Regions from separate parts of the Mus musculus genome. Here regions 1, 2 and 3 are each linked to region 4. The links are chromatin contacts, called in public Hi-C and HiChIP or PLAC-seq maps. All regions are on one chromosome and are shown on one strand. Each heading gives the region's core, a stretch centred on a gene start, on an enhancer-like site or on the middle of the called end of the contact. The rest is flanking DNA. Distances are from core to core; before and after follow the strand shown. Region 1 has its middle 23 kb from the start of Gcm1. Region 2 overlaps Cilk1 (ciliogenesis associated kinase 1). Region 3 overlaps 5730403I07Rik (RIKEN cDNA 5730403I07 gene). Region 4 holds the start of Gclc (glutamate-cysteine ligase, catalytic subunit).

Evidence for each region. Hi-C and Micro-C count contacts between places; a contact is called where the count stands out from the background. HiChIP or PLAC-seq counts read pairs in DNA pulled down with a chosen protein or histone mark.
Region 1: a contact with region 4 is called in an H3K4me3 HiChIP or PLAC-seq map of bone marrow-derived macrophages, with 3 times the contacts expected there. The contact joins the enhancer-like site here to the promoter of Gclc in region 4. A contact is called at or near these places in 2 of 39 promoter capture datasets (hippocampal neurons and neutrophils), 6 of 115 datasets of contacts at active chromatin or transcription factors (bone marrow-derived dendritic cells, bone marrow-derived macrophages, effector CD8 T cells and 2 more) and 2 of 9 other capture datasets (adipose tissue and liver).
Region 2: an H3K27ac HiChIP or PLAC-seq map of embryonic stem cells shows a contact between it and region 4, with 2.0 times the contacts expected there. The contact joins the enhancer-like site here to the promoter of Gclc in region 4. A contact is called at or near these places in 2 of 39 promoter capture datasets (embryonic stem cells and macrophages), 4 of 484 Hi-C or Micro-C datasets (erythroblasts, muscle stem cells and natural killer cells), 7 of 115 datasets of contacts at active chromatin or transcription factors (craniofacial prominence, embryonic forebrain, embryonic midbrain and 4 more) and 4 of 9 other capture datasets (adipose tissue, liver, macrophages and 1 more).
Region 3: a contact with region 4 is called in a Hi-C map of olfactory sensory neurons, with 4 times the contacts expected there. The contact joins the enhancer-like site here to the promoter of Gclc in region 4. A contact is called at or near these places in 1 of 39 promoter capture datasets (pre-B cells), 2 of 484 Hi-C or Micro-C datasets (cardiomyocytes and olfactory sensory neurons) and 2 of 115 datasets of contacts at active chromatin or transcription factors (the 230-238 cell line and embryonic stem cells).

The regions. Positions count from the first base shown.
Region 1 is chr9:78,072,001-78,078,753 of GRCm38.p6, forward strand. No RefSeq gene overlaps it. Among named protein-coding and RNA genes, the nearest start is that of Gcm1, 23 kb to the left of the region's middle. Within about 2 kb of position 1,906, at least 27 of the 459 cell types and tissues checked have an H3K27ac peak or open chromatin away from gene starts, as enhancers often do. A contact at or near this core is called in bone marrow-derived macrophages, effector CD8 T cells and memory CD8 T cells, where this site is marked.
Region 2 is chr9:78,116,506-78,123,685 of GRCm38.p6, forward strand. The region is part of intron 1 of Cilk1 (ciliogenesis associated kinase 1); the gene reads left to right. Among named protein-coding and RNA genes, the nearest start is that of Cilk1, 6.9 kb to the left of the region's middle. Within about 2 kb of position 5,101, at least 33 of the 459 cell types and tissues checked have an H3K27ac peak or open chromatin away from gene starts, as enhancers often do. A contact at or near this core is called in embryonic stem cells and pancreatic cancer cells, where this site is marked.
Region 3 is chr9:77,382,140-77,388,841 of GRCm38.p6, forward strand. It overlaps 5730403I07Rik (RIKEN cDNA 5730403I07 gene), which reads right to left. Exons shown (of 4, transcript NR_040378.1): 3 at 1,984-2,076. Among named protein-coding and RNA genes, the nearest start is that of 5730403I07Rik, 14 kb to the right of the region's middle. Within about 2 kb of position 3,417, at least 10 of the 459 cell types and tissues checked have an H3K27ac peak or open chromatin away from gene starts, as enhancers often do. A contact at or near this core is called in olfactory sensory neurons, where this site is marked.
Region 4 is chr9:77,749,860-77,756,511 of GRCm38.p6, forward strand. Gclc (glutamate-cysteine ligase, catalytic subunit) reads left to right here and starts at 4,676. Exons shown (of 16, transcript NM_010295.2): 1 at 4,676-5,100. The coding sequence starts at 4,951.

The sequences.
Region 1 (6,753 bases), core at 656-3,155, 320 kb after region 4:
CAGTTGTGGGTTCCCAGGTTAGTCACCATCTACTGCAAATAGAAGTTTCTCAGGTGACAGTTGACTGATACACTGATCAATGAGTATAAAGATAAGTCATTTTGAGACAATTTAATAGTATATTCATTGATCAGGGAGCAGCAAAAATTATAGTAAGTTTTCCCCTAGGGCTTATGGCTTGCTTATCCATAGGTTCTTGCCTCAATATTAGTGCCAGGTATGGGTTTCATATGATGGAGTGGTTGGTTACTCTCATTATGTTCCTGCCACTATTGTGTATCTTTGTTATTGTAGCTAGCTTGCAGAGTCCTCAGCTGGGTGTAATTGATTTTCATTTTTCTTCTTTAGTAATAACCATCCGTTAGTTAAGGAACTCTTAGAATGGAGGCATGGGGTTTGAGAAGTGCCGATGTAGCTCATGGACTGTGGCTGTGGTAAGAGTATACTTAGTAATAGTGCCTCAAAGACATCCCTGTCATAATTTCCGCAATGCTGACGTGATCTTCTTTGGATCCAGACCCACTAAATAGACCTGCCTCAGTTTTATGAGTGTCCTGGTTAGCTTTGACTGTCAACTTCGCATTACCTGGGAGGGAATCTCACTTGAGGATGGTCTGAGTGTGTGTCTGTGAAGGTTGGTCTTGATTGTCAATTGATGTAGGAGGTCTCAGCCCACTGTGAGCAGTACCATTCCCCAGACAGGTCATCCTGCCTGGGTTGCGTAAGAAACCTAGTTAAGCATGTGAGGGAGCCACAGGGACCCTTCCTCCATGGTTTCTGATGTACTGCCTTGGCTGTGAGTTCCCCAGTCAGAGGTAATGTACCCTAGGATAGCAATCAGTCTTGCTATTGGGTTCGGCCTTTGATTTCTGGCCCTGACTTCTCCCAGAGATGGACTGTGACCTGAAAGTGACAGATGAGACAGATGCTCTCCTCCTTTTAGTTGCCCTCAGTCAGCGTTTTATCCCAGCGACAGAATGTAGCCAGAACCGTGAGGAGCTTGCGTATTGCTCTCTCTTGTGCTGTACTTACTTGCAGTCAGCAGTTCATCTTGAGTTCCTTTCCCCCATCTCCTTTTGCATTTAATGATGGGATTAGTTGATTTTAAACAGTGTCTCACTAGAGAGCCCAGGCTGGCCTCAAACTTGTGAACCTCCTATCTCAGCCTCCTAAACTGAGGATTACAGATAAATGTCCCCATGACGGACTCTGAAGACAGCCTTTCAAACTGATGCGAGGTGGTATCTCACTGCACTTCTGCGATGCATATTCATAGTGAGAAAATTCATATATTTTAGGCCATTTCTATTTCTTCTTTTGTTACAGGGTTGGTTTGCTTGTTTTTAAATGCGCATTGGTGTTTTACACACGAGTATGTCTGTGTGAGGGTGTCAGATGCTCTGGAAGTGGACTTACAGAGAGTTGTGAGCTGCCTTGTGGGCCTTGGGAATTGAACTGAGCCCTCTGGGAGAGCAGACAGCTCTTAACCACTGAGCCATCTCTCCAGCCCCTTGATTTCCTCTTTTTTTTTTTTTTTGGTTTGGTTTTTTTTTTTTTTTTGTTATTGTTGTTGTTTTTCAAGACAGGGTTTCTCTGTGCAGTCCTGGAACTCACTTTGTAGACCAGGCTGGCCTCAAACTCAGAAATCCACCTGCCTCTGCTTCCCAAGTGCTAGGATTAAAGGCGTAGGCCACCACCACCCAGCTGATTTCCTCTTTTAAACATTATAGATCACTTGCTTATTTTTAACATTTTTTTTGAGTGCTGTGCATTTTCTGTATATTAACTCCCTGTCAAACGAATAGCCTGCAACCATTTCCTCCTGGTGTGAAGATCACACCATCACTCCTGTTTTCTGGGCCATTCAGAGCTTTTTGGTTTCATTTAATACTGTCATTTTTACGCTTCTGTTTCCTGGGCTTTTGCGGGTTTCACCCAGGAAGTCACTGAACGTAGGACTATCTTGAAGAATCTCCCCCAGCACTTCCTTCTAGAAATTTCAGAGTTTGAATCCTTACTTTTAGGCTTAAATTTTGCAAGGATGAGAGGCAAGGGTTAGGTTTTTGTCTTCTGCGGGTGTGTGTCCAATTTTCTCAGCTCTGTTTGCAGAAGGGGCTGAGTGCAGGCAGTGGTCGGCTTTGTGATGAATCAGCTGTGGAGGCTTGTTTCCAGGATCAACAGGCTGTTCAACCGCGCGCGCGCGCACACACACACACACACACACACACACACCACAAAGATATGTATGTAACAATAATAGTCAAAGAGAAAGAGGCTACCAAATGGAGAGTAAAGGCGCAGTGGAGGGAGGTGTTGAAGAGAGGAAAGGGAAATGGAAAGTGATTTAATTATTTTTCATTTTAGAAACATAATTTAAGGACTGGAGAGATGGCTCAGCGGTTAAGAGCACTGACTGCTCTTCCGAAGGTCCTGAGTTCAAATCCCAGAAACCACATGGTGGCTCACAACCATCCGTAATGAGATCTGACACCCTCTTCTGGTGTGTCTAAAGACAGCTACAGTGTACTTACATATAATAAATAAATAAATAAATCTTTAAAAAAAAACCTATAATTTAAAAGGTATACCTAATTAGGTCTTAACAAAGGCCTGTGGATAAATCTTTTTTAATGTTTTATTGATTATTTGTGAATTTCACATCATGAACCCCAATCCTACTCATTTTCCTGTCCCATCATCACGTCTGCCTTCTGCCCTTGTAACCTCCCCCACAAAAGAAAAAAAAATCTTGTGGAAGCTGTAGTGTGTCACAGTATGTCACACGGTATTCCCTTTTGTCCACACATCTTTACTTGCAAATGTTCATTGCAATGAGTCATTGGTCTGTTTCGAGGCCCCTGGCTTCTAGTATGCTATATCAATACTGGATTCCCACCTGGACTCTTCTGATATTCTGCTGTTGTTTCCAATTCTGTCTCTCTTCACAGCACATAAACTACTCAGCTCTTTTTCCTCGTCTTCTGTTTCTCCACCTCCTATTCGCTCTTCCTTCTGTTCCACCACTCCACCATCTACTTAATCTCTTCCTACTGTGCCTGGCACAATTTCACTTCTGACTCTAATTAATCAAACAATTAAGATCTACTGTGATAAGCTTCTGAATGGGAAAGAATAGGTTAGTACAAGCAGGTTTTCATTAGGCTTCATTAGGGAGGAAAGTCTGGGCCCTTCTTATTTATTTATTTATTTATTTATTTATTTATTTATTATTCTGAAGTAAAGTCTGTCATAGAGATCTGGGCAATTTTCTACACTTACTGAAGATGTCACTTCCTTTAAGAACCAACAAGACTGACTTTTAATTCCTTGGAGATTATTGTTGTTGTTGCTATCATTATATTATTATTATTATTAATCATTATCACCCTCCCAGAATCCCTGCTCTCCTGTGTCCGCCACCACAGGCGTGGTCAGTTACAGATCATGCCTCTGGTTTTTCATGGTAATGCCAGCTTTGCAAAATACATTTGGAGGTGTTCCTTCTTTTTCTATTTTATGGATAGGTGTGAGGAGGGTCAGGGTTAATTCTTCTTCGAGGATTATAGTGAATCCACCTAGACTTGGATTTATTTTGCTTCAATTTTGATGTTTGTTTAATTTTTTTTTTATCTCATCCTGGTTTAACTTTAGTAGATTATATGCACCGAGAAAGTCACCAATCTCCTGGCTTAGTGGACGATAAGTTTTAAGGTATATCCTCCTCATGATTATATGAACTTCATTTTTATTGTTGTAATTCCTATCTTTTAAAGTCTAAATTTATTTATTTGGATCTTCTCTCTTTTGATCAGTTTGGCTGAGATTTGTTTGTTTGTTTTTTTTAAACATTTTTCTATTTATTTCATGCATGTGAGTATACTGTAGCCATCTTTGGACACGCCAGAAGAGTGCCTTGGATCCCATTACAGATGGTTGTGAGCTACCATGTGGTTGCTGGGGATTGAACTCAGGACCTCTGGAAGAGCAATCAGTGCTCTTAACCGCTGAGTCATCTCTCCAGCCCTGGTTTGGCTGAGTTTTATCAGTCTTGTTTATCGCTCCATGAACCAATTTTATTTCATTGGCTTTGTGGTTGTCTTATTGTTTCTATTTCTTCATTTCTTCCCTGTCTTAGTTATTCTTGCACCTGATGCTTTTGAGTTTGACCTGCTCATGTTTTTCCAAGGCCCCAAGGTCAGGCATCTTTTGATGTAAAACGATGGATGTTGGGTCAACAAAGACTTTCCACTGAGATTTTTCCTTGACTTACTGCCATCATCGTCTCCAGCATCATTTCAATGTGATTTTCCCCAATATTTATTTATTTTACAATTTATTTACTTGTTTATGCAGAGTCATATGTGTGCATGTTGATGCCGTCAAGTACTTGGGGAGCTCCGATGATAACTTGCAGGGGTCAGTCTTCTCCTTCCACCATGTAGGTTCTGGGAACCAAAGTCAGCCGTCAGGCTTCCTGGCAAGGGTCTTCGCCTGCTGAGTCATGTCACAGTCCTACGTCAGGGTCTCCATCTCTTCCCTAAATTCCATCTTCATACTCTGAATTGACTTCATTTCATTCAGGCATCCATTCATTTCTTTGAACATACTTCTCATTCCTCTGAGGTTTCTGTCCAGGATTTCGTGTCTGTCACTCTCACTGGGTCATGGACTCCAGGATCGGTAGACCTTGGAGGAGACACACTATCTTGGTTTTCATGTCATGTATGGTTTTTATCTGGGATTTTCACATCAAAAGTCAGAGAGTTGTTTGAATTTTTTTTTCCTTAATGGTTTAGGTCATCTTTCTTCTTTCAGTCACGAGTATTTGTAATGTTTGGGTGGGACTAGACTGGATGTAATAGGGTTGACATGTTATTTCCCCCTGTATAACTTCTGGGAAGGACATTAGATTATCTCCTAGCCACCTCCTGCAACAGCAGTGAGTATTCATGGGTAGACCTACTGTGAACACAAAGTCACAGTCAACCAGACAACAACCACTCCCTTATGTGCTAGTCATTTTCACGAGGACAGGGGCATTGTCAGCACCGTGTGTGGTAATATTAGTTATTGTGGGTATAAGGGGGTGGGGAGTGAAAGAAGAAAGCAAACACTGTAAGTCTAGTAAGTAGTAGTATGGTGGTGGGGAGGATGGAGGGGAAGGAACGTCAATAGGAGTTGGGACTGTAGGGAGAAAGATGGGGGCGAGGGAGCTGGGGCTAAAGGTATACTAAAGAGGGAGGGAGGGGGAAGAAGGGAGGGCGAGAGAGAAGCAATAGAACCTAGGTGGCCAGCTAAAATGAAGTTGGGCATTAAATATAGAAGGTAAACTGGGCGGGGACCTAGGATGTGACAACTGTCTAGCCTAGTTGTTGGCCGTCCTCTGCACTTTCTTTAAAAACTGTGTCGGCCCAGGGATAGTGGCACTGAAGAATCTGTAAGAAGACTGGCCTTCCCATCTCTCCAGCCTGGATTTGGTCCATGCCAGTCATCAAGGAAATCAAACTGATTGAGAAAAGTAGACACTGGCATGCGGACTTGGATAGAAATGGCTCACTAGCTACTCCTAACAACAAGCCTCCGTCAATGCAAAAATCATGCATATTCCCAAGGCCTCTGGAGCCCTGGCAGTGTGAATGAGACACTGTGACCTCCTACAAAGTGGCTTCACAGGAACATCAGGGAGATGAGTGGGGTTTCTTGACACTAATCTTGTATGCTAGAAAAATAAAACAAAAACTAAGAACAAGGACAATGAAGTTTCCAACCCAAGCTTTTATCTGATGAAAGGCTGATTGTAGTGCATTTTCTTAATTAGTGATTGATGTGGGAGGGCCCAGTCCTTGTGGGAGGTGCCCCTGGACATATTGTTTCTGGGTGCTATAAGAAAGCAGGTGTATGTAGCAAGCCAGTAAGCAGTACTCCTCCATGGCCTCTGCATCAGCTCCTGCCTCCTGGTTCCTGCCCTGACATCCCTTAGTGATGGAGTATGCACTAAGAAACCTTTTCTTCCCCAAGAAGCAATGGAAACCCCTAACTAAGACAGAAGCCTTGGTGCTGATGGAGTTTCTTCAGGACTGACTGTTTCTCAGTCTGACAAACAGACATACACTCTGCCCAACACACACACACACACACACACACAGGCCAACACCACAAAGTAATATATTAAAAACCCGGACACTCTGCCCAACACACACACACACACACACACACACACACACCACACACACATCACACACACACACACACACACACACACCACACACATCACACACACACACACACACCACACACACATCACACACACATCACACAGGCCAACACCACAAAGTAATATATTAAAAACCCAGGCATACACTCTGCCCAACACACACACACACACACACACACACACACACACACACAGGCCAACACCACAAAGTAATATATTAAAAACCGGGACAGGAGTGACATCTAGTGGCAAAACCACAAGGCACTGGAATCAGGGTTTTAAAGGAATTGAGGAATTAGCCAGGAGTAGATGCCTTTAATTCCAGCAGAGGCAGGTGGATCACTGTGAGTTCCAGGTCAGCCAGGACTACACGGTGAGACCCTGTCTCAAGAAACAAATGTAACTGTTATATGAGACCTTTCATCCAACCCTCTTTGCCACTCCCAAGGTTCAGGAAACATTGTGGAAGGGGGAGCAGAATGCCTGAATTGCCTGCCTGACATTCCCACGATAGATCTATTGCTATACACGGAAACACA
Region 2 (7,180 bases), core at 3,851-6,350, 370 kb after region 4:
GAAGCACAAGCCAGGCCAATATTACTCTTTCTGCTGTAGAACTCTGAGTTACCTCTCCAGCACCATGTCTTCCTGCGTGCCACCATGCTTCCCACCATGATGATAATAGTCTAAACCTCTGAACTGTAAGCAAGCCCCAGTTAAATGTTTCCTTTCTAAGAGTTGCTGTGGTCATGGTATCTCTTCACAGCAATGAAACCCTAACCAAGACAGAGAGGCTTGCCCTGAAGCCCAGGCTAGCTATAGATTTATGGTGATCTTCCTGCCTCAGCCTCCCAAGTGTTGGGATTGAAAGTGTGAACCATCACTCCTGGCTTTGACTGCGTGCATCTATGCACGGCTACTTACCTGCTGTTGGTTTCTGGATAGAATTCTGGGTATAGTGACCATTGTAGTTTCATCTCTGTTGCTGAGATAGAACACAGTGACCAAAAGCAACTTAGGGCAGTTGACTTTCCATCATGGAGAGGAGTCAGGCAGGAACCTTAAGCAAAAGCCATGCAGGAATGCTGCTTGCTAATGGCTTATGCTTAGTTAGCTTTCTATCTACCTACCTATCTATCTATCTATCTATCTATCTATCTATTATAGGTAAGTACATTGTAACTGTCTTCAGACCCTCCAGAAGAGGGCATCAGATCTCATTACAGATGGTTGTGAGCCACCATGTGGTTGCTGGGATTTGAACTCAGGACCTCTGGAAGAGCAGTCAGTGCTCTTAACCACTGAGCCATCTCTCCAGCCCTTAGTTAGCTTTCTTACAAATCACCTGCTCAGGATATGGTGCCACCCACAGTGGGCTGGGCCTACCTACATCCACAGTACAGACCAATCCAGGTAACCCTTCAGTTGAAACTCCCTTCTAGGGGACTCTGAGCTGTGCCAAGTTGGCAGTGAGAGCTAAGGAGGACAGTGGCTTTTCTGTGTAAGTTGATGTGCAGAAAGGAGCAGGATCTCGCTTGACTGTCCATTCTTCATTAGCATTCTTTGAAGGCCATAGCATTTCTTACAATTAAATGTAATTAGTTAGTTAATTTTTGAGGTAGGGTCTCATTGTGTAGCCCTGAAACTTGCTATGAGCCAGTCTAGCCTCAAATTCATAGAGATGTACCTGCCTCTGCCTGCCGAGTACTGAGATTAAATTCGTGCACCACCACACCTGGCTCTGGCATTCTTTTTAAAAGTCAGGATCTCGGTAGTTCAGGCTGCTCTCAAACTCAAGGTAGCATTGCCACAGCCTCTTGAGTGTTGGTATTCCCCGTGTAAGATACCACACCTAGCCTGGGCATGGCATCCAGGAAAAGGGCCTGTCACTAGAGTGTCAGACTCTGACCCTGGACTTCAGTGTTTATAGGAGGTGTGATTGCCCAAGATTGCACAGTGGTATGTGCACTGTTGGACTAGTCATGTTATTCTGAGATAACAGTGTGACTGTGCCCTAACTTCTGCTAGTGCTTACCCTTGGGCTGCAGCTCTAGCTTCCTTATCAAAATACATGTGTTCTGGTCAGGTGTGCTGGCTCACACCTAAAATATCAACACTGGAGAAGTGGGGGCATGGAGATCAAACCTAGAGTACACAATAAGTCGCAGGCCAGCCTGGGCTATAGAGTGAGATATACCCCCCAATAACCCGCTAGCAAAACCCCCAACAACTCATTTTGTAAAAAGACTTTGGCAAAGTAAATAATTTCTAGCACAAGTTGCATTAAAATCCTGGGGAAAGGTTGTGGGAAGAGGAGAATGCAGCTACCTTTCCTTGAAGCCCAGGAAGTAAAAGAAGTCCGACTGTCTCGGAGATGGCGACTCTCAGTGCTCTGACACTTTCTCTGCTCACCCTGAGCTGCCGGCCCGTGAGAGGAACATTGTCCTATTCGACCTATCAGGGAAATGTCCAGCCCACGCTGAACCCTTGCCATCCTAATTTCCTTATGGAGTTCCTGAAGTGTCTTCCATACTTTGAAAGGTGAGCTCTTCGAAGGAAGTGTAATTCGCAGACTCATGTACAGACCATATCCACATTCTGTGTTGTTCTGTGAAATTGAGTGTTGGTTCAGGATTAGGAAAATATTCATGAGTCTTTTTCCAAGGTTCGTGGGAGCATTTGATGCACCTTTGGTAGAGGAAAGGTTGTTTACATTTTTTAAAAGATTTATTTATTATAATATCTAAGTATGCTGTAGCTGTCTTCAGACACACCAGAAGAGGGTGTCAGATCTCATTACGGATGGTTGTGAGCCACCATGTGGTTGCTGGGATTTGAACTCAGGACCTTTGGAAGAGCAGTCCGTGCTCTTAACCACTGAGCCATCTCTCCAGCCCTGTTTACATTTTCACATTTAAAAGTATGCTACTCTGAAGATGATAAAGTCTTGATGCTTGTTAGTGGGGTCTCTGACCTCTTCTGCAAAGGTGTGGTGTTGGATGATCTTCAAGTTTACACACAGAAAGAAGAATTTCCAGTTTCCGTGTGTTGATCCCAAAGATGGGAAGAGAAAGACCACCCACCCAAGTCATCATGGCCAAATTAATTTAATTAAAGCAAGCTTTCCTTGTACATGAACTGCCTATCCCTGAGGTGGGATTCAAGAGGTTGGCATTGAACATGACAAGATAAGGGTTTTTATAGCTCAGGGGAGGGAATTTCCCAAATGAGGGATTCAGCAAGCCAACAGGTGGGGTTACAGAAGCAGCACATAGCAAGGCAGTCATAACAACCTCCTAAAACCAAGGCAAGGTGGCAAGGTGGGCATGGTAACTTCTGAAAAAAGGACACGGTAGCTGGTTCTTGGAACAGACAGTACAGAACGATTTGTAGTTATGGTTACAGGTGGGGCATAGCCCAATGTTTGAGAAAAAGATTTAATCATAAACAGGAATGAACCTAGTTTGTTTGTCTTTATTATGAGATGGCTTTCAAGCCCAAGATGGAGGCAGGCCGGTCCATCACTTGCTGTTACAGTTGGAATTGAGATCCAACTGAACATAGCACTTAAATCTATACTAGTTAGCATTCAGGTATATATTTCCATACTTTAAATATTCTCCTAGATGTTCAGCTTGGCATCCTCAGTTTTTAAGATGAAATGGCCATGTAGTGCTTCATATTTCATTCAATTCTTTCCCCTATGGTGGAAGACATTTGTGGCCACTTAAGGCTGGTGATAACTGGGGGTATGTGAGAAACACACCTTTTACATTTTTATTATTATTATTATTTTGAGACAGTCTCATTCTCTAATCTGTGTTGGTCCTGGTATTTTTCATGTTGCCTAGGCTAGCCTCAAGTTCATAGTGATGCTCCTGCCTCTACCTCTTAAGTACTGTGATTACCATACCCAACTGAAACACACATTTTTTGAATGAATATTTTCATAAGTAGTTTTATATAACATAGGTATAGCATATTCAGGATATAACCATATCCTTCATGGGCACAGTACACACATGACACACAGATATATATGCAGGCAAAACACTCATGCATATAAAATATTTTTAATATGATGAAGAAATATATGATTCCCTGGGATCTGCATAGTAGAAGGAGAGACCAACTCCCTACAGTTATCCTCTGACCTCTACACATAACATACTCCATGGAATGCCTCTATCCATGCACACAAAATAACTCTCTTCTGGTCTTCACCAAGCATGCATATGCATATACCTGCAGTTGAAACAGTCATATGCATAAAGTAATTAAATCTAAAACTTAAAAGAAAACATAGTAAACATGCAGTTTTCCAGAACTAAGATGAAGATTTACAGTTACGTACTTGACAGTACTCTCTCTAACCAAAATATCAAAATCCAAGGTGGATCAAAAATGGGACACGCACAATTGGACTTTTATGACTTTCATACCTGATTCTGTAATAGATTGTAGTTGAAATGCAGACATAATAAAAACACTCGATGGAATTACCCTCTAACTGCGCCTGTAAGCTGTAGTCTATGTTTATAGTGTATACAAATACCATCTATACACAAATATGCCAAAGCAGCATGCTTCTTCCTAGACTCGTAGTTCATAAAAGTGATAGTTAATGCTTTTGTCCTCTCAGACTTTCTTTATAAGTAAGTTTATCAGAGAATGATTTCAGATGAAACCGAAGGAAAACAAGATCTTTTGAGATATACGTGTTTCTCAAAATTACTGCGAACATTTTAGAGGGACCCATCTTTTTGTGCCAAGTCCTAATATGGTTGACCAGTTTTGCCAGAAGGAGGCTGGGAAGAATGGTCACGGGAGGAGCTCACTGATTCAGGGACATCACCTACAATCAGAATGACACCTCACAGATCTGTAAAGTGCTCAGCGACACGTCTTTGTGATAGCTATTCTGTGTCCCTCTGACTGCCAGATTCTTAACGCTAAGACCGCAGTCACGAGTGTATTAAAACCTCTGCCCTCAGAGTGTGGGGATGGATAACTATACTTTTATAAGTGTGGCCTTGTAAGACAAGTTGTATGGAGAGTGTTTCCATTTACTCAGGGATTTCCTGTTTGGAGCTAGGAAACTGTAGTTTTTCTGAATGAAGCTGTAAGTCCGTGCCATTTGTTTATGTGACCCCCCTGACAGGTGCAAAGGTGAGCAGTTGTAACGGAGCTGTGCAGCCCCTGGAGCCTCAAGTGTTTATTGTCTCTTCTGCAGAAAAGGTTTACTGAGCCCTGTTCTGTTTTTATTCTTCTACTAAGCCGCTGTTTTATCCTTAGTGCATTTTAGTGAAGCATGGTAAACTGAGTTATGGTCATTCCTAAATTAAACATGTTGTAATTCCAACCTGACAAGGTTTAGAATTATCATGGAACCGTAACACCAGATGTGTCTGTGTTTCCTGAAAAACTTATCAGGGAAGACCCAACCTGGATGTGGGCGGTTCCATCCCAAGGCTGGGGTCTGGGACCCAGTAAAAATGAGAAAAGACTCCGATTCCTGCCACTCACCTCTCCCTGCCTCCCACTGCAGATGCCATGTGACCAGCCACCTCCTTCCGTCCTCGTTGTGACTTTCCCGAGTCTAAAGGAACACTTCCTTCCTTAAGGATTGCTTTTGTTGCTTTAGTGGGGCGTTGTCTCAGCAATGAGAACAGTCAATAATGCCAAGGTGGAGATCAGGAAACAGTTCCTGGGCGTAGAAGATTTCCTCCTCTCTGTGCCCTCAGTGCAGTGGCTGAAGGCATATTCAATGCGCTCCTTTTTGGTGCTACAGCCAAGCCAGATTCTCTGTAGAGAAGGGTCTTCTGGGCTCCTAGCTGCTGTTCCTAATTCAGGAAAACCAAGTTGTCCAAGAGACCAAATGCTTGTAAGATTTGTTCGCTAAAGTGTATACAGGGGAAGAATTCCTAGAGAGAGAGATATGAGAGACATTTGCTATTTTTAGGCAGCTTATAAAGAAATCGCAGTGTTAAGTTACTCTCTTAAGTTTGTTACACATTTGAACTCGGATTCAGAAAGTCATTAGAAGCCTAATTTTCAGAAGTGCTGTGAGAAGGTGTGTGTGTGTGTGTGTGTGTGTGTGTGTGTAAATGTGACATTGATTCCTTGACCATCAAGGTTCCAAAATAAAGAATGGACTGCAGTTCCGCTGTCCCCGGCCTGTTTTCTGGGCTGTGAATGAACAGGGTGCCTGACGGGAGTGCCTGCTCATGAGCAGATGTCCTGTGAAACTGGGGAGAGGGAACTGGGGCAGGGCACAGGAAGGTCTTCACCAGCGTCACCTCGCTAGGAAAACAGTAACATTTCAAACATTTGCCAGAACTCTTTGAAAGAAAGCCTCTTTCTGTTTAGATAGAGCATTGCCCAAACACTAAAGGCTCCTGGAACAGCATGGAGGGGCCTCCCTGTGACTGGAGGCTCTGCGGTGTCCACTCTTCTGCTGCTTCAGAACTTCAGACTGCTTCCAGAGAGCTCAAATGAGATCCTGATCTTTGTTTTGTCCTTGAAGAAAGAGACACGCTGAGAGTTTTTCTGTACCCAAGGAGGTACAGAAAATAAATAGCGAGGTCTAAACTTCACATTTGGGCCAGCCTTTGAGAACCTGCTGTGTGCAGAAAGGCACACAGAACAGAGAGGTGTGGGCTGCATCCCTGTAGAGAACTGTCCACTGGGTCACTCACCATCCAGCAGGGCTGCACAGGTGAGAATGGGCTGTGAGGATACCGTGAGCAGGGATCCTTCGCTGTGTCTGTCCACGGCACCGGACAGACGTCTGAGACGGGTGTGTGAGTTGACCTAGGAAAGAGGAGGCAGTTCTTAACTTGGAGCCTTCCCCCACGGACATGCAATATCCACCTGTATTATGCATCACAAATGTGGATACACAAATGTGGATAACCTCACAACTGTAGAAAAAGATATTAGTTGGCCTTTTGACCAAATTGTAAGGAACTCAGTGATCTGAAGCTGCTCTCTGCTGTTAGACTGAAGTCCCAGTGAATCATGGGTAAATGTGATAGAGAGGAGCAAGAGACTTGAATTGGAACCTGGACTCCATACGGTTAGATACTAAGTAGTTTTGTGGCTACTTCTGGTTGTTTTGAAACACAGTCTCATGTATTTCAGGCTAGTGTCAAACTTGTGGCCAAGGATGACCTTGAGTGTCAGCTCCTCCTGCCTCATGTTAGTAGTGACAGGATTACAGGCAAGGACCACGGTACTCAGTTGACACAGTACTGGGGACTGAGCCAAGCTTGGAAAGCACTCTACCCATGGAGCTACATTCTTAGCCCCAATACAGGGATCTTAAAAGCCCAAGAGAAACTACACATAGAGATACTCTGGGGCAAAGAGGGGAAGCCTCTGTTTTGGCCAACTAGTTCTCCAGACATCTCTGAGTGACACCAGAGTAAATTTTGGGTATTTCTTATGGTGACCTTATGTTGTATTTATAGCGTGCGCTCTTTCAAAATGGAAACACAGAGTGGAAGCAGGCACAAAGTGAACTTCAGGCAAGTACACAGTGACCTCTTGTACACGTCTGTGACTATAGCCTGCTCAGTCTTTATGACTGTATGGCTTAGAGATAAAGCGGCTCATGGCTGAGTTCTTGGTTCCCAGCTGGCAGATATAACCATTGAGTGCTGGCTGGATCCTGCAGGCTCTGACCTAACCAGTGGATTCCTGATTGATAGCAGCATTGGATGATGACAGGGACCTCTGGAGGGTTGGTCCTAGT
Region 3 (6,702 bases), core at 2,167-4,666, 370 kb before region 4:
AAGAAAGAAAGAAAGAAAGGAAAAGAAAAAAAAGGAAAAAGAAAAAAAGGGGGAAAAAAGTGGGCTTCCATACAGGAGCTGCCAGAAAGTGATCAAATAAAATTGCTTCTACATATAGCTGCCAAAGCTTTCAGTGTGTCCCCAGACAACCCTTCACTGTATGGGTGTGTGTGTGTGTGTGTGTCTGTGTCTGTGTCTGTGTGTCTGTGTGTGTGTGTCTGTCTGTCTGTCTGTGTGTCTGTCTGTCTGTGTGTGTGTATAACCTTGTTAAGTAACTCTGAAAGCTCATCCCAGTATGATGTTGGCTTTGCTTTCATTTCCACAGCACCATAAGGTGGCTCAGTTCTGACTATGTCCCTCTATACCTCGAGATTCGCATGAAGAAAGGATTTTATGCTAGACTCGTAGAAGGCACAAGGTCCTGTGTGCACAGATAAGCACCAGGGAACCAGGAATGCTAAACATTCAGGGTTGTCACCTCCATGGAAGAAATAAAATTCCTGCTTTCTACCCAGAGAGCTGAGAGGGGATGCTCTTAATGACCTGGTGACCTTTGCTATCTGTGGAGCCAGACCCCCTGTAAATCTGCCAGAATGCCTATCCCAGACTCCCCCTCCCTAGACCTTTATCTTTACCTCCCACTTAATAGAGCCCATCCTTGGGGAGAAGCCACTCGTGTTTTATAGCCTGCTAATCTGCATGCTGTCTTGGTCAGAGACCAGGCCAGATCCTAGGCCTTTAAACTATAGAATCCACCATCACAGTCACATACACTTTACAAAAGAGTTTCTGTGAAGTCACAACTTAAGCTTTACAGTGCACCTGGAATTGGAGTGATTGTTGCCTGGAAACTTTCCCCCCGCCCCCAAATCATACTGTTTATATAGGCTTAAAGTAAATTGCCTGGCATTGATCCAGCCAGGCAGACGGGGTCCAGCTGAACCCAGTTTTTGTTCTCACCCCTTTGCTGCTGTATCCCTGTCACCAGCCACAGTGTCTACAGGGACTCCCACATAAATGCATTCTGTTTTGTTTCATGTTTGTTTGTTTGCTTGCTTCATCCTGTTTAAAAACTATGATTTCGTATATTTCTGTGTGAATGTTATGGTAACAGATAACACATTTAAATTATTTAATATATAAACAGTTCATAAAGGTTTTCCTTAATATAGGCATCTTATCTCTTCCACACCTCCAAAATATTTGCAGGGCATAGAAATACAATAAGGAATATGCTGCAATGTAAAAAAAAATTAAATAAAACAAAGGTTTAAGATGGCATGTGTTGCCTGGCAGGTAGGTTGACTCTGAGGGCAGTGGGCCCCAAGTTTACAAATGCCACTAATAGTAGGATTGATGCATTTTTATCCTAAGTAAAGCCAGTAAAATAGTGATAATTCATTGCTATGAATCAATCACAGGACAGTAGAACTCACCGACTCTGGTCCAGTGACATGGTAAACATCACACGGCTCACATGTCACCAACACAGAGCTATGAAAAGGCAGATGTCCCATACCAGGCTTTACAGATCTCAGCAGAAATCCTGCTGTGCACTGTAGTCACTTACGACTAACCTACAAATGAATTTCGCTTCAGCGCAAGGGAAATCACTGGGCTGGACCCTAATGTGGTGGTTTGGAAAAATTAAACAATCTGATCTTCCCAGTGGCTCGGTTGTAGCAAGAGAAGGAAGTAGCTTTATTGTTATCAAGGTAATACAGACTTTACCAAAAACACACATGAGACCCCAGCCCTTGGGAGGCTGTAGCAAGAGGATCTTGAGTTGCAGGCCAGCCTGGGCTAACTTATAGCAAGACCCTGTGTCAAAAGTAAAACAAAACAAAATAGAAGTATATCTCTTTCCATTTACTTACTCTGACCTGTGTAAAGGGTTACAGACAGAAATGGTGCGAAAGTATTGCTGAAATACAGCAGCAGTCCAACCAAGAGCTATCCACGTCTGACGTGGGGCTAACTCACTGTGATTGCAGGCTTCACTGACTGGAGGGAGGCAGCCTTTGAAGTTGAGTCATGGGCACAGTCAGATGAGCTTGTCTTTGAGGGATCGCTTTCCTGCAAGAGAAGGACAAATTCATCAGGACCACACTTGTTTCATCACTCTCAGGGTTGAGCTGGTAAATAAAATAAAATAAAATAAAATAAAACCATCTGTATGATCTTAATTCCACTGCCTGTCACAAAATTCCAACCCTTAAAACTCTGGAGGTGTTGGCTTCCTCCTGACTCCGTGAAGAAGCACAGAAGGGTGGAATCCAGGGGGATTGGCTTGCTCTGTGATGCCCTACCTCCCATGCCTGTAAACGTTGTTCCTCCTCTAGCTCCTGCAAAGAGCCAGAGGGAACGGGAATCGTTCTCCACCGAGACTGGTGGGAGCAGCCCATCACTGTCTTGGCTAACACGGTGATTCATGGAGGGGACTTGGACAGGGGATCATTACCCTTCGTCATCTTCTTTACCTGACCTGTTGTTCTTTATCCTGGTTTGGGTTGAGACAAGGAGCACTTCGACAGCCTTGCTGAGATACCTGCTTTCCTGACTTCCTAAGGTCTGCCCTGAGCTTTCATAGACATTCAAAGCGTCTCTCGTATAAAATTAACAAATCAAGCAATCTACCCAAGAAAAGTGGGCGCTGAGGAAAGACAAGAGCCAAAGCAGCAGAGCCGCCTCTTGGGTTTAAGGGTACCTCGTGACACGTGGTCACAGGTTTTGGACTTTGAAATGTAGCTAGCTGCAAGCAGTCTTTGAAAGAACCCCCAGGAAGAGTGCCTTTTAGAGAGTCTGCGGGCCTAACTTCACTTCTGTGAGTATACCATAGGAACAAAACTAAGCAAGAATAACGATGCTTCATGTTCTCAAGGAAGCTATAGACTCCAAAAGAGCTATGGGTGCCAAGCAGGTATTGGATTTACTAAAACTTCCCCACCACCACCACCTGGATCTGTTGCCTGCAGTAAGAACCCAGCATTTCTCCTCTCTCTCTCTCTCTCTCTCTCTCTCTCTCTCTCTCTCTCTCTCTCTCTCTCTCCCTCTCTCCCTCCCTCCCTCCCTCCCTCCCTCCCTCCCTCCCTCCCTCCCTCTCTCTCTCTCTCTCTCTCTCTCTCTCACACACACCATACATAGAAAACAGAGCCTGGGATCAAAGTATCTCATTCCAACCATATCTTGCCCAGTAGCGATCAAACAGTAACCTGTGCTTGTCTTGTCTTTGCCCTTGCCTGTTACAAAGTATCTGCTGTATAAAGACTGCAGTGCTTAGGTATTTAGAGGATGCTCTTTACGAAGGAGGCTGTGACTGGACGTAAACCAGAGCCACAGAGCGAGGCTAGTATCTTCCCACCTCTCCTCCGTTCGTTCTGGTGGAAGCTAAGGGGAGGGCATTTCTCTCGCAGCTCTACAGCTGCTTGTCTCCCAGGAGAGGCGCAAACTCAACTGAAGAGAAGCGGCTATGAGCACGAAGCCTGTGCCCGTGGCTCCGGAGGGATGCTGGGTTTCCTTGAGTCACATGCACAGCAAGGAGGGAAGCATGGCCCCGGCTTCGAGCTCGTTTATGACCCAAGATGGCAGACCTGGGCCAAAAGAACCAGCAAGCCTCTAAGGACCGGAACCTCAGAGGTCTTCGTAGAGCAAGGGGAGGAGCCAGATTCCTGATGGAGCGCTGGGGTATGAGGGAGGCCTTGGAAGGCTTCCAGAGTCACTCAGTCTGCCTGTTTCTGGCCGCCACATGCGAAACTTCTATAACCAGTTAGGGCTCTGAAAATCAGCAGGAGCCCTTGAAGAGTATACACCCAGCACTAGTTAGGGAAGGCGCAGGCTTCTTGCTGCCTTTCTCTATCAAAACAGAATACCTAAGAGTCTTGGGCTGGAAAAGATGGGACACAAGTGCAAGACGGGGCCCAATGCCCACTACAGAGCTAAACGCCAGCCCCGTGATGAGAAAGAGGAGAACTTTGTTTATTTTTTATGTTTTTATTTTTTTCTTTAAGAATTTCATGCAATGTATTTTTTATCATATCGTTCCCCCTTTAAAAAGTTAAACAAAACATGGGGTTTGATTTGTGTTGACCAATTACTCCTGACCATGGAACCTGCCCTAGCATGTGACTGATATACCCAATGTCACTCCATTGGAAAAAGAAACCTGATTTTTTTCCCCTTTCCAGTAGCTTCTAGACTAAGGGTGGAACTTGGTGCCGTCTTCAGAAGAAAACTTTAAATTGTACTTTCCACTATAATTTAAGTTGTGCTGAGATGACATCCTCTTAGTTCTCTCCAGCTGCCTGAAATGTTAGTGTACCAACCCAGAGACTACCTCAAAGGTAGCAAGACTGAAGCCCAACCGGTTATAGAAGGTCACAGCCATTACAGAAATTATTAGTTCCTAGCCAAGTTTCCTTATTCATACTATACTGTACATGGCTAACCAAGTGATTTAACATATTGTACGAATATAATTACCATGAGTTGTCCTTCTCTAGATGATAATTATGAAGTCTTTACCTAAGAACCCGCCCTCTGAAGTCCAAGAACCAGTCTAAACTCTGTGTGTGTGTGTGTGTGTGTGTGTGTGTGTGTGTGTGTGTGTGTGTGTGTAAGAGGGAGGGGGAGGGAGGGAGGGAGGGAGGGAGGGAGGGAAGAAGGGAGGGAAGGGAGGGAGAGAGAGAGAGAAAGAGAGAGAGAGAGAGAGAGAGAGAGAGAGGACAGCAGTTATATTTTGAAATTTTAAGCATCACTAAACCAACAATTTGCCTTTTTCTCAATCCTGGAACACAGTGCCATCTGTTGGGACCTTGAGATAATACATGCCTAACATTAAAGCATTCTTTGTAAGTAAAATAGGCTTGTTATTCAAGTAATATGATAACATTCTAGGTGGGCTTCACAAAACTTGACCTCTATCAAGACAAACTATCTGTGCCTTCCGGGTGTCTCTGCCCTCTTCCCCCCCACCCTTTTCTTTGTATTGCAGGCAGGTTCCTCTGTAAATCCCTAATCTTCCTTCTGTGCTTAGGCTAACTTCCGTCTTCCTGACCAACCTTTCCTTCCAGCTTGTATTCTTTCTCTAAGACCTATCCCCTGTCCCAATTCTTTGATCCCTGGTAGGGCCACCTACTTGCCAGCAGCCCGGTTCACAGGCACCGCCCCTAAAGCACTGGCCCCAGCATGCAGTGCTCTCCCTGTGTGACTTCCCCGCGTCTATCTAAATCCTAACTAATAGCTCTCCAACAGAAAGATAACATGAGCCATACATGCATGTCCCATGTGGACCTTTAAATTCTCTGGTAGCCATTCCAAAAGTAAAAATAACCAAGTAAACTATCTTTCTATGTGTAATCCAGTCAGTGTGTCTAAAATACCATCATCCCAACGCAGTTAAATCAAAGTATTAACAACTCAATCCTTGGACTTTTACATTGCTTTCAAAATCCAAGATGTGTGCTATCTGTCTAGCATACCACAATTGGTGCCCCATTCCCAGTGCACAGTAACTACATGTGGCCAGAGGCTCCTGTACTGCACAGAGCCGCTCTGGAGGTAGGTCTGGCATCTCTTCACACTAATGAAGGTTAAATACATGCTTTAAAATCTCTTCAAAATTGCCAGTGCTGTTAGATTTTCTCTGGGAAGACCTGTCATCTGTGGGTTATGGATGCACCCTCTGTAAATAAGCAAAAACCAGTTTCTCTCAGAAGAGAAAGTGTGAAGACTCTGTAGGCTGTGGTAGCCGGAAGCTTAGCCGCTGGCTTTGGGTGCTCAACCTGTCCCTTAGTTGCTCTCTTCCATGGGCTCCTGTGGGCTTTCTAACATCCCTAGGCAGAGTTAGGTCAGGTGTTGTTTGCCCTTTTTACAGAACCTGACAACAATAAAAACTTAAGTCACAGGCAGACTCTAAATTAGATAGATGCTCTGGCTCTCGGAATAAGTTCCTCCTGGCCATACTGCTCTGCCTCTGGATATTGAGAAACATTTCCCAGATGACACAGTTTTTAGTACACTACTGTCTGGTATTTGTGGTTAACTTTTTGTTTGGCTTTGATCTACTTTCAGTAGCTGGTGTATGGACGGACACAAAGGAAGAAAAAAACCTCTTCAGAACTCAGAGCATTGAATGACATCAGCAGCAAATGTGTGGCGCTGGCTATACACAAACACATCTAGGCATGATGGTAAGGACCAACACGCATGCAGCCTGGGCACCACATGAGCAGTGCCAGGTAAAGGTACAGCCTCGGCCCTTCCATCCGTGAACAAGAGAATATCACTGAAGCTGCTGAGACATCTCAAATAGAAAGATGTAGCTGAAGGACATGGGCTCCCACCCAAGCGGACCTTCACAGCTAGGCAAATGGCATCTGAGCCTGTTTTCTCTCCATCCCCTCACCATTTCTTACCTAACGGGATAGTAGGCTTCATGTATGACTTGCGCAGAATGTCTAATTTGTTTTCTTTAAAACTGTGTATGTGTGCTCATCCAAGAACCTTCGGGAGTCAGATCGTATTCAAGTTAGTATTGCTCTTCACTTTTAAAGTACTCAGAACATTCTAGAAAAGGCGATTAAACGCTCTGATACTGTACAGCTTGAGACTCATGCCTACTTTTTAAAAAGAGAGTGGCTTTTAAGACAGACAGTTTTACCTCATTTACACATAATTTAGGCGATCTTACAAGCTCCTGGAAAG
Region 4 (6,652 bases), core at 3,426-5,925:
CTCTTCTTCAAGTAAACTTTTGAGGGCCTTGGAGGGTGTCAAAGGAGGTGTGAATGGTAAGTGGTATCAGTTTGGTTTCTGACCCCCGACAAGAGACTGAGGTGTTATTTTACATACCAAATCAGACCTGGCCTCTAAGTTCTCCTAGCATCCCTCAGCCCCAACCTTGAATTTTCCAGCCCAGAGGCTGGGCTGCCCTCCCCCCAGAAGCTCTTTCTTTTACAATCAAGACATTTTAGACTCCCCTTCTCTCTGAGCGAGAGTTTCCTTCCCCCCCCCCCATCCATCCACGCCCTTCCCCCAAGGCGATTTCTCTTGCCTCGGTCCTTGGGGGCACTTGCCCGCCTGAGAGCAGCTTTCCAATAAACCTGCCTTTAATATAATCTGGTTTGAATTGGCTCATTTTCCCGGCAGCGGGGTAACAACTTATCAGTATCGCATCTGGAATCCCACTGAGGACCGCCGAGGGCTTCACCCAGGCTGTGCTCTGTGCTGTAGCAGAAAGCAAGCTGAAGCCACAGTTCAGATCCCCATAGATATTCCTGACATGGTTCTCAGTGGCCTCATTGAGAAAAGCCTGGGAACTAGTTCCAGTCTTCGGCTTCCCCGTTAAACTAGCAGATTCAGTCCAGAGTTAACACTGAAACCCACTGGAGGCCATTAGGCGCTCTCAGACCCTGGGGAGCTTTCATCATAAGAGTCCCCAAGGCACTACGCCTCCGCTTCCTTCACAGGATCTCAGAGAAGCAGCCAACGAGGAAACGTGACGCCCGAAGAACGACGCACGCATCCGAAACGGCTGCTACGACAACGGCCCTCCCCGCGGGGAACGCGGCAGCCTCTGCTCGGGACCGGACCCCCGTGGGCGGCCAGCCCGCGCAGAGTGCTGAGTCACGGTGAGGCGGCACGGCGAGCCCGGTGGAAAGGCGGGCCGATGGTCACGTGGCCGGCGCTACCACAACAACGGCGGGCGTGCGGCGACGCCCTGGCGCTGCGGGGCCGGTGCCAGCTCCGCGTCCGGGTTTTCCCGCGGCCTGCGGACGGGGCCTGCGCGCGCGCGCGCGCTCGCTAGCGCGACGGGCGCGCGGAGTTTGCTCGCACCGCTGGGTGCCCCAAGACCCTAAGCTGCTTCTCCTGGGAAGAGCAAGCTGGGAGCTCTTTCTCCCCATAGCATCCCCCTCTCGATCCCTCCTCCGTCTGCTGAAAAATGAGCTCCGGGGCTGGAGCTCAACCGGCCGGCCGTCTGTAACAGTGCAATCTTGGGAACATGCGGGTGCAAAGGAAGCTCTGGCAGAAGGGAGCTATTTGCTGAGCGTTGATTCCTGATGGTGTCTCTTTTCTTTTCAAACATAGCTAAGGGCACACTCAGGAAACAGATCTGCCCAGTGGCGCCACAGTGTCTGTGGCCAAGTTACTGTCCTTAGTTCGGAGACCCTCGCACGGGAGGAGAGCGGTGCAGTTCAGTGCAGGGCAACCCAGATCACAGAGTAAATCCAGTGTTCAGTATCGCGCCAGAATTTGACTATGCTAGAACTTATCAGTTCCTTTTTTTTTTTTTTCAAATCTTTTTTCCTCCTGACACTGAGTTGACACTCTCCCTAGAGACTGCTTCATGATCTCTCTGTGAGAAAACAGCAGGTGTGTAGGGAAAGTACTTTCCAACGTGTAAACTAAAGCCTACACCAGCTCTTTCAACTAAGTGGAGTGCAGGAGGCCACAGACATGTCAGATTGTTTTAGTAGCTGCCTTAAAAAACTGAAGAAGAAACTTAGTGGGGGTAATGTAAACAATGGGTTATTTATTTTAACCAAACATATCTGAAATCTATTAAGGTTGTGTGTGTGTGTGTGTGTGTGTGTGTGTGTGTGTGTGTGTGTGTGGTTTTTTGAGACACGGTTTCTCTGAGGCCCTGGCTGACTTGGAACTCTGTAGATCAGGCTATCCTTGAACTCACAGAGATCCTCCTGCCTCTGCCTCTGCCTCCACCTCCGCCTCTGCCTCTGCCTCCCAAGTGCTGCAGTTAAAAGCATGCACCACCATCACCTGGCTAGATTTTTTAATGAGATATTTTCATTTTTGTAGTAAGTCTTCTAATCTGGTATCCCCCGAGTCACTACATTTTCATCAGACTTCATTTGCATGTTGATTTAATAAAATTTACAGTTAAAAAGTCGAGTGCACATTCTCAACTTGTTCCAAATGTATGTAAAAGTGTCCCGGTTACCAAGAGAAAGATGAAATTTTAACGGGTTGGTTGTTGTCTTGCTCTAACCCAGACTAGCCTCAAATTTGTGGTAATTCTGTCGAAGCATCCAGTGTGTGTGTGTGGGGGGGGGGTAGTGGTGAGGAGGGGGGTGTTATAGGTGGGAGACACCACTGGCACTGAAATCAATTTTGAAATACATTTAAAACAAGTTTTTTAAAGATGTATTTATTTATTTTTATGAGTATACTGGAGCTGTTCAGATGGTTGTAAGCCAACATGTGGTTGCTGGGATTTGAACTCAGGACCTTCGGAAAAGCAGTCAGTGCTCTTAACCGCTGAGCCATCTCTCCAGCCCCCCAAAATTAAGCTTACTACAACTAAAAGTTCACTTCTTATGTCATGTCAGTAGGATTCCAAATGCTCAATAATCACTTGAGGCTGGCAGCTGTCCTGCTGAGTCATGCAGGTGTATGAAAATGTGAGGTGAGACTTTGAGAATAACCAAATCTTCTTTGGGGTACTTTACATGCAGGTAAAACAGCTTCTCTCCCCATCTCCCAATACCTGTTCTGCTCACAGAGAACCTAGGCTTATTAAACACTAGTCTATATTGAACAGTTCCCTAGAAGTACAAAATACACACACAGACGTGCGCGGGCGCACACACACACACACACACACACACACACAAACACACAGACATCACCGGTACTCTAAGGAAAGCCAGTATCCAACATATATAGTGATACAAATTCAGGCACAACACAGAGTAGTCAGGACTCAAAGGAGTGTATCAGCTGGAGAATCTGCAGCACCCAGAAAAGAAGAAAGAATGGTGGATCAGAACATAGTTAACAACCTAGCAAGGATGGTGGGGAGGACACAATAAGGTAGTGGGCAGTAAGTAGTGAAGATTGAGTGGTGGTGGTGTTAGAATGGTTTTTTAAAAGAATATTATTCCAGCTATGTGCGAGAGAGAGACAGCATCATGTCTCCTCAGTTTTAGATGCCATCTAACCTGTGCACATACTTAAATGCATTCCACTGTGCAAATCACAGCCACACTTTCAGTATCTGTGGCCCCAAGCTCTTTGATGGCCTCATTCAATGAGGAAATATTCCTATCATGCATTCATCGATTAGTGTTCATTGAATGTTGTGATGAGTGTTCATTAACTATTAAATCTAAAGCAAATGTGGAAGTCCATGCCTCTAATCCCAACACTCAGGAGGCTGAGGCACGATGGCTGCCTGGAGTTCAAGGCCAGGTTGGGCTATCTAGTGAGATCTTGTCTCTAAGTAACTACATGTTGAAAATGTAGTTACAATGTGTGTGTGGGGGGGGGGAGGGTGTAATAAATGTTTTCTGCCCTCTGTACATGAATGGATCATCTAGTTACTGCATATATTTATACAGTTGCAAAACATTAATCGAATAACTATTCGGGCAAGGTACCTTCCCTTCGTTCCCACGGAATCCAGTTCCCAGAGCCTTCCGCACTCAGGGTAAAGCTCTCCTGAGCAATAGAATGACCACCGCTGGATGGACCTTCGGTTCTGAAGGTGGGGAAACTTCTGAAGAAACTTCTCACACTGCACACTTGGAGACAAGACAAGACAAGACCTCTTTTGCACAGTGAGTGATCTCTGTGCCGACCAGAGATCCCATTGGCAAATAGTTAACGTACAGGGTTTACAATGATGATATACATATATCTAATCCCTGCCCATACATGGACGCATGTAAATAACCAGCAATCAACTCTATGCATATCCATGCCATGTGGAGTCGTACAACATTTATTAAAAAGTATTACTCAGCCAGGCAGTGGTGGCACATGCCTTTAATCCCAACACTTGGGAGACAGAGGCAGGCAGATTTCTGAGTTCAAGGCCAGCCTGGACTACAGAGTGAGTTCCAGGACAGCCAGGGCTACACAGAGAAACCCTGTCTCGAAAAACCACACATACACACACACGCACACACACTCACACAGTATTACTCAGCCAGGCGTGGTAGTGCACATAATTGATCCCAGCACATGGGAGGCAGGAGGATCTCTATGAGTTCGAGTCCAGCAAAGCCAGTCCAGGACAGCCAGGGCTACACAGAGAAACCCTGTCTTGAAAAACCAAGAAGAAAAAAGAAAAAAAAAAAAAGGATTACTCTTAACTTTATACCCTTTCTACCAGTACAGAGTTGAACAGATATTCAGATATTTCAGCTCTCTCTCTCTCTCTCTCTCCCTCTCCCCCCCTCCCTTTTTTTTTTTTTTTTTTTTTTTTTTTTTGACCCAGTTTTCTCTTAGGACCCAGACTTTTCAGTCCTTATTCGCAGACAGCCCCGCCCCCCCGCGGACACCCTCGGCCTCAGCCCCGCCCCCGCCCCAGGCCCCACCCACGACCTGCCGCTTCGTTCCCCGCCCCCGCCGCAGCCTATAAAATCTGGAGCGCGGCGCACGGAGCGGCAGGCGCGGAACTGGGCATGCTCTGTGTCGCCGCAGCTTTGGGTCGCAAGTAGGAAGCCCGTGCACGACACCGGCGGCGCCGAGTGGAGCGCTGCCGCGGCGGCCAGGGCCGCAGGGCCGGCGTGGGAGCGCGAGACCGGGCGGCGGCGAGAGACCCCGACCCGGGCTGTCAACCGCGCGGCGGGGTCCGAGCCGGAGCGGGAACGGACGGGACGCCCGCCGCGCGGCCCGAGGGCGCCCCCAGAGCGGAGCTGCGGCCGGGAGGAGGACGCGGCCATGGGGCTGCTGTCCCAAGGCTCGCCACTGAGCTGGGAAGAGACCCAGCGCCACGCCGACCACGTGCGGAGGCACGGCATCCTCCAGTTCCTGCACATCTACCACGCAGTCAAGGACCGGCACAAGGACGTGCTCAAGTGGGGTGACGAGGTGAGCCCGCGCGCCTTTGTTCGGCCAGGCCGCCCGCGGCCCCGCCACCGGCCCGGGCTCGGCGCTGGCCACTCGGGCTCATTCATTCCTGTCGGGAGGCAAGCCGCTCGGACACAGGGAGGGCCTGAGCGGGAGGAGTGTGAATATCTGCCTCCCGGCGTCCGGTCGCACTGTTCGCCTTGGAGATGAGTGTGTACAGGACCGACTTGCCCGGCTGGCTTGCTATCACGTTTCAAATCTCCAGGGTGTTTGCTTCGGCCCTCGGTTTTCTCTAGCTCTTTTTCTTAAACGCCTGACACATCTCACATCTGTCCGCAAACTTTAGAGTTATACATTGCAACAAATACATTGCTAGACCTAAGGACTTGGGGTTGTCTTCCTAAAAGACGGGAGACTTCATTATCCGGTTTAACTGTAAATGCTTACAACTTAGAGGTTAGGTAAGACTGGTTAGAGCCAGCAGCTAAGCGTTACCAGTCAATGCTAAAACTTGTGCATGATCTCTGGGACCCATTTGTTCGAACCATCTGAAAGCGGCAACGCTAAAAACATTTTTTTGTGTGTGCATCCCCTATTTTTAAATAAGCACATTGATAAAAAGATACATAAAGTTAAATAACCTCTTGAGTCTGACCTTTATTGTGTGGGGTTGGCATTTACGGCAGATAGCGTGCCACTCCTGTATGTATTTATCGTTTAGTATTATCCTTGGGCTAAGTTTCAAAGTGTTGCTGTACCGGCATAGACTAGCTTGCGAAAAGTTAGTTTTTCTGTATCTAATGTTGGTAGATGATTCTGCCATCTGCAGCTGAAAGAATTATGCTTGGCCTAAGGAAGTATTAGGACTAATATATATTCCTACAAAAAAAATTGTCTATCACCACATTTTCTTTCAGGAAAGGGACACACTCGTTTGGCAGTTCTCCAGTTTTAGTCCAAAGTTTGTTGTGTATTTACATTTGACAGTTCTTCATTTGTGTTCCGTGTATCATATACAGGGCAGGGATATTATGGGTTTTATCCACTTGTTTTTCCTAGGGCCTAACTAGGAAATATATATAGTTGGCAGCAGCAAATTGTGGCGTCCTTTAAGGTTCTCATGGAACCAGCCACTGTTGAGCAATCAAAAATTTACTTTTCGCTGTCTTGCTAGGACTCCATAAAGACAAAAATAAAAACAAATGAATGTCTTTATAACCATTTGGAGTTGAACTTCATCCGCAGATGTTCAGTGCAGTCGAAGCACAGTGGTTCACCATGCCCCTTGCCTTTTCTCTACTAACCAGGAACCTCCCGGATCCAGATCCTTCTTTCTGTTTTAGAAAAAAAAAAAAAAAACGCTCCCCCTGTTGGCAGGAAGAGCATGTACAACTAACTGCCTGTTTGGAGAGACTTCCCATGGCAGACGAGTAAAGTGAGTGGTGTGAGAGGAACAGCAGAGCAGGACCTCAGGTGTACCACACATTTCCATCGTGACGGGATCTGGTGAATAGAGTCGGTACCAAGTTTACCTTCCTCCCCACAATCCTTATCAAGGAGACTGAAGAAGCCA